Linked DNA regions of Mus musculus: regions 1 and 3 are each linked to region 2. The links are chromatin contacts, called in public promoter capture Hi-C maps. All regions are on one chromosome and are shown on one strand. The core of a region is the stretch at or near the end of the contact, and the rest is flanking DNA. Distances in the headings are between cores, read along the strand shown.

The links. Promoter capture Hi-C pulls out the DNA fragments that hold promoters and counts their contacts.
Region 1: a promoter capture Hi-C map of pre-B cells shows a contact between it and region 2, with 2.3 times the contacts expected there. The contact joins the promoter of Spcs3 here to the promoter of Vps37a in region 2. A contact is called at or near these places in 2 of 39 promoter capture datasets (liver and pre-B cells).
Region 3: a promoter capture Hi-C map of pre-B cells shows a contact between it and region 2, with 4 times the contacts expected there. The contact joins the promoter of Aga here to the promoter of Vps37a in region 2. A contact is called at or near these places in 2 of 39 promoter capture datasets (cranial neural crest and pre-B cells).

The regions. Positions count from the first base shown.
Region 1 is chr8:54,528,537-54,532,124 of GRCm38.p6, reverse strand. It overlaps Spcs3 (signal peptidase complex subunit 3 homolog (S. cerevisiae)), which reads left to right and starts at 2,127. Exons shown (of 5, transcript NM_029701.1): 1 at 2,127-2,362. The coding sequence starts at 2,220.
Region 2 is chr8:40,509,341-40,513,140 of GRCm38.p6, reverse strand. Vps37a (vacuolar protein sorting 37A) reads right to left here and starts at 1,358. Exons shown (of 12, transcript NM_033560.3): 1 at 908-1,358. The coding sequence starts at 1,032. It overlaps Cnot7 (CCR4-NOT transcription complex, subunit 7), which reads left to right and starts at 1,387. Exons shown (of 7, transcript NM_011135.5): 1 at 1,387-1,601; 2 at 2,915-3,126. The coding sequence starts at 3,010.
Region 3 is chr8:53,510,365-53,514,191 of GRCm38.p6, reverse strand. Aga (aspartylglucosaminidase) reads right to left here and starts at 2,490. Exons shown (of 9, transcript NM_001005847.2): 1 at 2,261-2,490; 2 at 497-650. The coding sequence starts at 2,387.

The DNA of each region.
Region 1 (3,588 bases), core at 878-3,377, about 14 Mb before region 2:
ATACATCTCCCTCTCTCCCTAAGAACCCCTCTTCCCAGTTCCCTGATCAGATTACTTGTACCCTGCTAGCCCTCTCTCTATTGCTCCCCAACTCCCCAGCCTTTTAATGCTCCTATTTTGCTTTCTTGGTTTCTACAAGCTATGCATTTACATTGGAAAATTTGGAACTAGGAGCATCCAATGAGAAACAACAACAACAACAACAACAAAAACATGTGAAGTTTCTCTTTCAGAGTCTGGGTTACCTTCCTCGGTATGATGTTTTCTAGTTGCATCACTATGTGCAAAGTTCATGATTTCATTTTTCTCTACAGTATTCACAGACAGGTTTTCTATAATTGTTGAGGTATGGCCATTTGCTTGTATTGTAATGCTAAGTGTGGGTCCCCAAGACTTGGAGAAGAGGGAGTCTAAACCTAGTGAGCTGTGTGACCTTGCCCCCAAGTTATTTCATTGGTGAATAAAGATACTGACAGCCAATAGCTGGGCAGAAGAGACATAAGCAGGTTTTATGGTTCTCGGGCTCTGGGGGAGGGGGTGTTGTTGTTGTTGGGAGAAGCACAAGCAGAGAGAAGAGGAAAGGAGGAAGAGAAAGTTAACAAGGGTTAGGAGTCATGGCCCTGTGGGCTTGGAGTTACAAGCAGCCCACATGAAACATAGTAAGTAAAAACTCTGGGTTATTGATAGGAAAGTAGATTCTAATACCACAGAGGATGGATATCTGCCCAGCTTTTATGCTGCTTAGAGTTTAATATACATATAAAGGTTGTGTGTGTCTTTTTATCCAGGAACTGAATGATCAAAGGTGGGGTTAAGACCCCAATTGAGATTAAATATCTCCACAGCATCCAACAGGCCATTACTTTCCCAGGTACACTTCAGTCTTTTGTTTCACAGGTACTTCTTTACCTACTGGGAACAGATTATTGGGTGTGTCTTACATATACCTCTAAGTGTTCAGTATATTTCATAGCATGTATCCTGGCACTCATCATCTGTAACAAGAGGCATCCTTTCTCTAAGTTACTCTATAGTAATAATACTAGGTAGTGTGTGGGTTGATTTGTTCTGTCTCACCACATACATGGCTTCCTCATTTTGTCTCTAGCACTATGTAGCATCCCTCAGTATTTATACCTGTTTTATAATTTAAGCTGCTGCTTTGATTTTGATAACTTTACTCAGTTATAAACCTCAGTAGGGTTTATACAAAGTGATCAATATACTTTTGTGTCTCACTTGCAGCACAGTAACTATTTATTAAAACCTTCCTTCACTGAATACAGTGTGGCTACCCGAGAGATTGAATAACCAAGGTTTTAAACACATCTAAAGACCACTCTGACTATAACTGCTACATATTTCATTTATTGGCTCTATTCTATTTGAGCCAGGGTCTATTCTGTTACACTCTCCATTCGAGGCCTAGAATATGCACTAGGCAATTCTTAATGATCCTGCCTGTATGCTGTATGAAAATTAATTGCATGGTAATGACTGAGAGGAGTTTAATCAATATCAGTTTCTCATTAACACCGTTTCATGGTTTACAGCAGCTGTTGTACAACAACCTATTTTGGATAAGTGGAAATATTTGGGATTGTGGTATAAAACACGTAACTTAAGTAGAGGTTCGGTTCTCTGTTGAAAGCAAAGCAACAGGGATTTGACTAATTGTCTAGTGCGAAGGCTGCATACCAACACTGGTGTCCCTGACTGCTATTTAGGTGCCTGATTGATTTCATTTTTCCTCCTTTCCAAAAATGTCCAACTTTACCAGCTTTGATAGAGGTGAGCTGGGACCACGCGTTTTGAAAAGTGACTACCACAGAACAGTTAAGGGGCCGCTGTCCCTATAAACTTAACTGAAGGTCAACTCGCAAAATGCTACTTCCCTACCAAGCCACAGAGGCCATGGAACAACTGAGCAGTGGAGGAGGCGGGTCTCCCCCCACACCCCCGTGGCAAAGCCCAACCCCCGTGCTCTTTGATGATTGGCGGATTCACTGAAAGCACCGCCTTCCGGCGCGTGCACGGCCGCCCAGTGGGTGGGACCCAGAGGGTGTGGGAGCGTGCGCGCTCCCGTCGGAGGACCGGAAAGGGGGCGGGGCGGGACGTGCGCACCCGATGCGCGGGTGGGCGGGGACTGGTCGGCCGCGGGAAGCAGAGCCTGAAGTGCGAGTGTGGGAGCCGGGGCCCGGGAGGGAAAGGTCGCCACGATGAACACCGTCCTGTCGCGCGCGAACTCCCTGTTCGCCTTCTCGCTGAGCGTGATGGCGGCGCTCACCTTCGGCTGCTTCATCACCACCGCCTTCAAAGACAGGAGCGTCCCAGTGCGGCTGCACGTCTCGCGGATCATGCTGTGAGTGCGGCCGGCCGGCCGGCCCCGCCCGGGGCTGTGTGCGCGGTCCCCGAGGGCTTCGCCGCGGGCCGTCCACTCCGCGGACGCGCGTCCCGGGGCCCTCAGACCCCAGCCCTGCGCGGTCGTCTCCCGAGTGGCCTGGGTCAGCGCTCCCCTTCCTTCCTGTTCTGCACGTCCCTCACCCACCCGGGCCAATGAGGGAGCAACACAACAGCACACCCACACCCGCGCTTCCGCCCGGCGCCTCCCCGCCTGCAAGCGCGCGTGGGGACCTCAGCCAGTCCCCAGTCCCCCCTGGCCTGGGTGTCCATCCAGGCGCCTCGGTGGGTGGCTCTGGTGTCACGTCCAGCCCCAGTTGGTTCTCTTTGACAGTCCCTGAAGACGTCTGTCTGTCCCTCGTGGACACACTACTTGGCAGCTGCTGCCTTGAAGTTAGGATGTGCAGGATGCACAGGGGCGGTTTAAACATCCCAGTTTCTTGTTATTTTTAACGTCATTCTTTAGCCAGCAACCTGAATAAGTCTTAGGAGACATTAAAAATAGAATTTCGAAATGACTGTTCTTTTCCCGTACTGCCTGTTTTATTTATAGCATTTCCCTCCATTTTTCTGGCACTTTTATCTTTCACGCAGTGGTTTTAATTCCTGTATGCTCTGTGTGAACTGTCCTCTACAATCTGCCCGTTCTTTTAGCCTTGGTTTACTAATTTGTTTGTCAGAATCACCAGTAAGTGTCTCCTCTTACTACTGCTGCTGCTTTTGATTTTTCATTTTTATCCCCAACACTTTTTGTTAGGTACTATTGGTGATTTAAATAGACGTAGCTTAGATACCGGCCCTGCCATCACCTTCTGTGGTGACCTAGATAAACTTGAAACATATTAAACATTGTGATCTTAAACAGGTTTCTTGCAGTCGCAGGTGTTAACATTTGTTGTAAGTGAAGAAAGTCACTGGAAGGATTGTTGTATGGATTTCAGATAATTGTGGAAAGTGCATGTTGGCTCTGACATATGGCATGTGCTTATAATCAGGTGCTGCGTTCCAGATTATCTTGTGGCCTGCTCCGCATAAAGTATTTGTGTTTCCGTTTTTCTTTTTAGTTTTATTTTTTTCTCTTCCCTTGTGTTCTCTCAGGGCTCCTCGTTAGGCAGATGAAAACCACTGACTGCCTTCTCTTGTATTGAATTATAATATTTATTTTCAGACAAAAGCTTACTCTTAAGT
Region 2 (3,800 bases), core at 109-2,608:
TCTCATGGATGTGTGAGTAGGTATGTATACATACATAATTATATTGTATAACATATTATAATGTGTATAATGTGACAAGGTTTTTGAAAGTCTAGAGTTTAATCATGTTGATCTCTAATATGCTTTATAAAATGTGCTGTGAAGCTGTTAGTTAATTGTAAAATCCATATATCGCAAAGCAGCTCTAATATTTGAAAGCCTGTAGCAGCCACGGACATATCTAATTTAAAAAAAAGACTGCAGCAAACAATTTTATATTTAAGAAAAAAAGTCGAAATAATCTGATTTCCTGTATTTCTAGTTTGACTACAATACAACAAGCAAACTCAAAAGACAACAGATAATGCAGATGGTTGTCTGGCAAGTCCTAAGTGTGGAGCCAAATAGAAGAAAGTGAGAAGTCTAAAGACTCTAACAATTACAAGACAGAAAGAGGTTATTGGAACAGGGTGAGCTTTAATTACAGACTCAAAAGGATTGTCACCAGGACAGAGTTAACTAAAAACACTGGCTTCCCTTTTCTTTGACGTTGCAACAGTTTAAATTTTCAGTTCATAAAACTGTTGGGAATTATCTTTCCAACTGTCTCTTAGCATGTTAACAATTCGAAGGCAATGCTACAATCAGGTAGATCAAAAGGAAAATTAGCGTGTGAGCTAGGGGTGCTGTATACAGATTAAAGAGAGATGACTCCGTTTGTCAGTGGAGATGAGCCAAGTCAAGAGAGGAGCTGAACAGCGGTGGGGCACCAGGGACACAAACTAGGGAAGCAAGCGCTTAACCCCACTGGAAGACCCATCAACAGGAGGCAGCTGATGGAGCGGCCTACGGATTCGCACACGGTGTGTTTGCAAGCAGCCCGCCCTCCCGTCCTACTTTACCCTGGGCCGAAGCCACCAGTCGTCACCTGGAATGGGAGTTCCGGAGTGACTCGATCAGCCGCTGCTTCTGCTGCTGGAGACTGGTGAGGCCGGCAGGGGACCCAGCCGCGGAGGATGACGCGCTCTTCGCCAGGGGAAAGAGCCAGCTCATCCTCCTCGGGTCCCCGGGCCCGAGGCCCTACAAGGTTCTGGCCTGCTGCTCCTCGCTTAGCCCAGTGCTTCCCGGGCGATCGAGCACGGCCCGGACGGGGTGCCCAGGGGCCGCGCCGTCTCCCACACGCCGCGCTCGTGAGTCCCTGGCCCCGGGGGTCCGAGCTACCACTGCGGGCGGCTGGAGAAGGGCGACTCGTCGGCTGGACGGAACCCCGGTGTGCTCCGGGCCACCACCACCCCGGGGTCAGTTAGCTAGGCCTGGTCGCCTTGCCGGCTCAGCTGCTCCAACGCCGGGGCGTTCGTCACCTGCCCGCCCCGCCTCCTGAGGGAGGGCCCCGCCCACCCGGCGCCCGGCGTCATCAGGCCGCGCCCTCGGCGGGACGTGCGAGGAGCGACGTCGCCGCGCTGGGCCGAGCGCCGCTCCAGCTCCCCTTTCCCCCTTTCGCAGGGCGAGAGGCGTCTATGGGGCTCCCGCCGCCGCCGCCGGTACCGCCACCGCCACCGCCGCCGCCGGGTGCTAGCTCTATGGCGAGGAGGAGGAGGAGGAGCGCGAGCTCAGAGACCCAAGTAGATCCGGCGGGGGCCCGGGCGTGCTGGGGCGCCTTGGGAAAAGGGGCTGGGAGTGGGGAGCCCGAGATTGGCGCGCGCGATGGCGCCCGCCTAAGCGTGGCTGTGTGGGACGGAACTGGCGGAGGCGGGGAGCCCGGGGGGACGGCGGTGCTAACGGGCGGGGGGCGGGTGGGGGCTGTCAGGGGCGCGGCGCGCAGTGATGACGCCACCGCTTTGTACCTGGGACTTCGTTGTGGGAAGGAAATTGCGAGTGGAGGGCGGTGGCCTACTTGGGGCCCCGGTGGCTTTCGTCCTCGGCAGTGGTTTTTGGGGGTAGTCGGTCTGGCTCTAGGCCATGCGAATAGGCACCCTGCTCCTGGCCGGCGGCCAGCCGAGCGACTTATCCTTGACATGAAGGCGGCCGTGCTCTCTCCACGTTGCTCGCCCACGGAGGACGCGCGACCTCAGGGATGAGAAGGCCTTGGCTGCCCCTTGGAGGGACCCCTGAGACCGCAGTAGAGAAGAGCGGGTGGAGGAAAGCAGGGTTAAAGTACAGTGTGTCGGTAGAGCGCGTGTAGGGACCGGTGTGAGGACGGAGGGGAGGAAGAAAGAAGGCGTGCCCTGCATCACCTTTTGTTTTCTCCAGCGTACATTTAGGAGTTTGGGACACCAGGCCACCCTCTTTTAACTCGCTGGTTTTGTCGGGGGTTATTGTGTGTTTGGTCCCTGTCCGTCTGATTAATTATCTTACCATTGTATACCGTGAACCTTGTGTGGATGGCAGAGACGTGAGGTCTCTCTTGGGTTGCCAGTTTTTGAAATTAGAAATTTTTAAATGTACACATTTCATTGCCTGCCTGCCTACCTGCTTGCTTGCTTTCTTTCTTTCTTTCTTTCTTTCTCCCTCCCGCTATATTTGTTTCTGAGATTGCCTAATGGCTTTTCAAAACATTTTTAAGAAAAATGTTTCCTCTGCTCTGCTTTGAATGAGTAAGATTTTTAAATGTTTTGTTAGAAGAATAAAAGCAAGCATTCTGTTATGAAACGTTTGATTTTGTTGATTTTTTTTTTTTTTTTTGGCTTGAAATGGTTCAAAGTTTTGTGTGGAGTGAATTGAACTCGGAGCAAATCTTAATTAGTGAAATTTATATTCAGTTGGGAAATCGGCGGTGTGGTGCTTTTATCCTCTAAATATTAGCTGTATACCTTGAGAAAAGGAACTGTCTAAAACTTGATTTTGTTATGAGTCATGAACTTTGTATAAATAAGGTTTATACCAGCCCAGTTTTATAATTCACATTCATGATATTGGTGTTTTTTTATTTCAACAGGTGCATAAGTAAAGGGTAAAGTATTTTTATGACACAAATCTTCAATCAAGTATAACATTTTGATGCTCCACATCTAGACTCCTTGTGCTGTCACTATGCCAGCAGCAACCGTAGATCATAGCCAAAGAATTTGTGAAGTTTGGGCTTGTAACCTGGATGAAGAGATGAAGAAAATCCGTCAAGTTATCCGAAAATATAATTATGTTGCTATGGTATGGACATGACTAAAGCTTTTTAAAATGCCTTTTGTAAGGGTGAAGTGGGAAGTGTGTGAGTGAATAAGTACGTGTGTGTGTGTGTGTGTGTGTGTGTGTGTGTGTGTGTGTGTGTGTGTGTGTGTGTTTGGGGGGAGGGGTGCACTGACACGGGTCTTTTGGTGGCCTGAGACTTCCTGATTAAGCTACATTGACTGGCCAGGAAGCCCCAGGGATCCACCTGCCTCTGCTTTCCAAACATGTAAATTGCCAGCACATGGGCCATGCACCTTTTAAGCATAGATTCTTGAGTTTGAACTCCTTCTGGTCCACATGCTTGCATGCCAAGTGCTTTTACCAGATGAACTGTCCCCCTAAGCCCTGGAGTGGGCTGTTAAAACCATCAGGTAAAGCTGGGCGTGGTGGTGCACGCCTTTAATCCCAGCACCTGGGAGGCTGAGGCAGGTGGATTTCTGAGTTCGAGGCCAGCCTGGTCTACAGAGTGAGTTCCAGGACAGCCAGGGCTATACAGAGAAACCCTGTCTCAAAAAACCAAAACAAAAACCAAAAACCATCAGTTAAACCCTTCTCATTGATAGCTAAGGATTAATTTAATCATGAAAAAAGTGGACTATTTCTTTCATCGAAGGCTATCAGAAACAAAACTATTTTGACAAGTTGAGTTTTTACTG
Region 3 (3,827 bases), core at 1,241-3,740, about 13 Mb before region 2:
GTATTTGAACATAAAAAATCGCATTTCTCGGAGCAGCAATACGTGGAAGGCTAAACTGCATCTCAACACAGAAGGGAAAACCGCCCGTAAAGTTCATGGATTCCCGCAGACAAAATTCAAGAACGAACAGTCGATTTAGTATATATCCCAACACATTATTTTAAACATGGCTTTTACAGAGGCCTCTGGGTGAGGTCACTGAGACCACAGCATTTGCAGATGGTAGCAAATAACTGTGGCACAGGTACAGCTCTGCATCTCAGGGTTCTCCTCAGCCAAAGCTACTTAACCACCTACTTTTCTGTGATCCTGAGTATCCGGGTGACCTTTCGGCTTTTCTTTTCTTTTTTCTGTTCACTCTTTGTGTTGGAAGGGAGAAGCCCCATAAGCCGGGACTTCTGGCTGATGCTCACATTCATGCATCCTTCCAGCCTGCTCTGAATATGAGCCCACCTGACAGGAGAGCGCACAGACAAGTCCTGAAAAGCATCCTTACCCATCCATTATCATGGCATCCAGGGTGGTTTCGCCACCTTCATCAGGACTTCCTCCAAAGCCTACAGTCCCATCACACTGCTCCTTCTCACACACAGCACAGCCGTTCTCCACTGCATCCAGGGCAGAACCTCCAGATAGCAATGTCCACCACGCTGTTAAATTCCAACAGAGCTTATGTATAGTCATATATATTTTCAATGTGAAATGCAACAAGCCAAGAACAGTTTGAGATGTCTAAGTTTTTTTTTTCTTAACATTTATACTGTTAAGCTGAAATTTTAACAAGTCATTTTACCAAATGGGAACATTACAACAGGGAAATTAGAATGATACAGACCAAAGTATATGACTCCTTACTATAAAGAATTCAAAGAGGTTGGCTCTTAGTGGAAACTATTTAAAAAACTTATCAGTAACTATTTTTCTCTGTGTAAAAAATATGCCATCTTTAAGAGAGATAACTGAAACTATTTGGAGACAGTTGAACTTTAAAGTATTTTGAATTACAGCTTAACATTTCTTCATTTCTGTTTTTCTCATCTTGTGAGCTAGGGTCTTGCCATCTAGCCCTAAGCCCAAATGAAAATCCATGTACAAGTCTAGGCATGTCTACAAGTCTGGGTCTTCCTACCACAGCTACCTGAGAGCTGAAATTACAGGCATATGTCACTCATTAGATTACTAAAATATGCATATTTCACACTCTCAATGAGAACAAGTATCCCAGCAAGCCTCAGCAGAGTATTACAGTGGCAAATGACTTCATGTGGGTGAATTAATCTCACCTTCATGCAGCTTCTGAGATAATATTTTATAATTATAATTCTCATTTTCAGAAGAAAAGCACAGACATGGATGAAGTAATTCATTCAAGGCCACACAGTATATTTCAGAAGTTGCCCAGTTTCAAAAAGGCATTTCTCTAAGGTGTCCACGTTTCTTGTTTGTGTTTTGTGGTGTTCTTTGAGTATCGAGTGGGTAGGTATTGAAAGGAAAGACGTTTTACTTATAATTCCATGGATGTTGGTTTTAAGAAGTCTCCCCTCCCCAACTTCAATACTAGTAACTTTCACAGAATCATACCATGCATATAAAGGTGGAATTTCTTTGTTTGGTTATTGTTAGGAGGTCTCTTTCTTGGTCTGATTTCTCACTAACTCTGCTTCCCACACATCCCCGATAACATACAGATTTTTTCTGCACTGGATTCTGGATCCAACAGTGTCCACGAACATTTAATGTGATAGCAGTCTCAAGGGTGTCAAGGTTGGGGGCAATAAGGTACAATCCCAAGAAACACTGAAGATAATTTGAATGTATAAGTGATAAGGGCAGCGTCACAAACATTGATCAAATACATATGCATCCGTAGGAAATTATCAATTGTTTCCTAAACTGGAATCCAGAAGATAATGGAGAAACAGGAAGGAGGCTATCACAAGAAGTGTAGAGTGGAGGAAAAACTTTGTGGCAAAAGACTGCCACAAAAAGTGAGGCAGGTGACCCTGTACAAGTATAGCTAAGAGGCCCAATGTTAGAGGTCAGACAAGGTGGTGCAGGAAGCAGAACAATACACCAGATCCTAAAATGCAGCAGGGGCAGGGAAGATGGAGAGGGTCTGGTGTAAAGTCAGAGATGCAGGAAGGAGAGGAGGCTCGGCCTTCTGCAGCGGGTTCCCTCCTGCAACCTTAGGGACTGAGTGCAGCTTCCTGCAGAGGAGCTCACACAGTGCAGCCACCCGCCCCGGGCTGCCGCTCCCCACCTGCTTCAGTGGCATTCTTAAAAGGCCAAGTGTTGACGACCAGGGGCAGAGGGCTGGAGCCCCGCACCAGGGGCATGCCCAGGACCAGCAGTAGGAGAAGCAGAGACAGATTCGACTTCCGCTCCATAGCTGAGTGACCCGCCGAGCAGCGTGAAAAAAGTCCCCGCCGGCCGCGCGCCCAGCCGGCCAGCGCGAGAAAGGTCTCCACCAGCTCAGACTCAGGCAGACTCGTGATTCCCTTTAGTCTCATCCCCAACTTCCTCAACTCTCGCGAGACAACGAGGCCTTCTATTGGCCCAGTGAAGGTTTTTTTTTTTTTTTCTTTCTTTTTTTCTTTTTTTCCTTTTTTTCTTTTTTCTTTTTACAAATCTGATACTGTTTCTTTAGTGGTCTGGTCTGTCGACCTCTTTTTAGTTCTTTGTGAAAAGATACATACATATAATACTAGTACTTTTAGTGCTTAGCCCATTTTTTAAAGGGAGATTGACCTTATTGAAAATGAATATGAAAATATGTTACCCTAGTCGCACGATGCTTGAAAACTCAGATAACTGATAAGATATTATATGAGTTTTATGCATTTGCCATCTTAACTGCAAATTCAAGGTAGACAGCCAGCCCGATCTATAATCTACCCTGGACTTTCATTAAATTTTTAAAATGACTATAGAGTATAGGAGAAGTGCTCTTGCTTAGGACCTAGCTGTTTGAGGCATTTTCGACACAGACTTTTACATCCTTTCTTCACCACAGGTTTTTGTAGGACGTCCTTTAGTTACAAATCCCTGAGCTGCAGGGAAAGGACATGCTGGGCAAACAGAAACGTACCCTGTACATTGCCCACTGAAGTGCAGATTCCTTGCCTCCAGCCAAGAAGTCTAATTCCAGTCTTTTCTGAAGGTATTTTATTTTATCTTTGTGCCTGGCACCATTAAGTACTAAATAAATGTTTGAATAAAAGGAGAAATGGGAGCTTTACATGCATGGTACCGGCTGCTCATTTTGATAATTCAGTTGCTGTGCAGATGTGTGAGCATGGACCAGTAATCCCACTGGGACTCTGGGATGCTTGTCCATGTAGCTCAAGGAAGGCATAATTTTAAAGAGCATCTATAAATCTATCCAGACTGGTAAAATATGAACTAGGTGAGAGTTGTGAGGCTTAGAGAGTCTTCAAGGTTCTCATTGCACGGAAACTGAATCTGCAATTTAAACAGCATAAGATATCCTAGAATCATCCCCAGGCAGGCAAGTGCTATTAAAAAGTTAGGTGTAATTAAAAAGAAACGACACATGATCCTTCTATGGGGTTTTGGAGGAGGACCAAACTATTTGTGCTGTGCTAATGAGCATAAAGCTCTTGCTAGGTGAGATGAGAAAGATGGATGAAACGGAATAAGAAAGCAAGGAAAACACTTATTGTCTTCGGAATTAATTTTCCATAGCACCTGAGTTGTTATTTATAAGTTCAAAGAACCGAGACATGCCTTCAAGAATTATAAAATATAATACATGGTAAACTAGTCATGGTTCCTGAAGCTCGTTTTGGGCAATATAATTTCTCCAG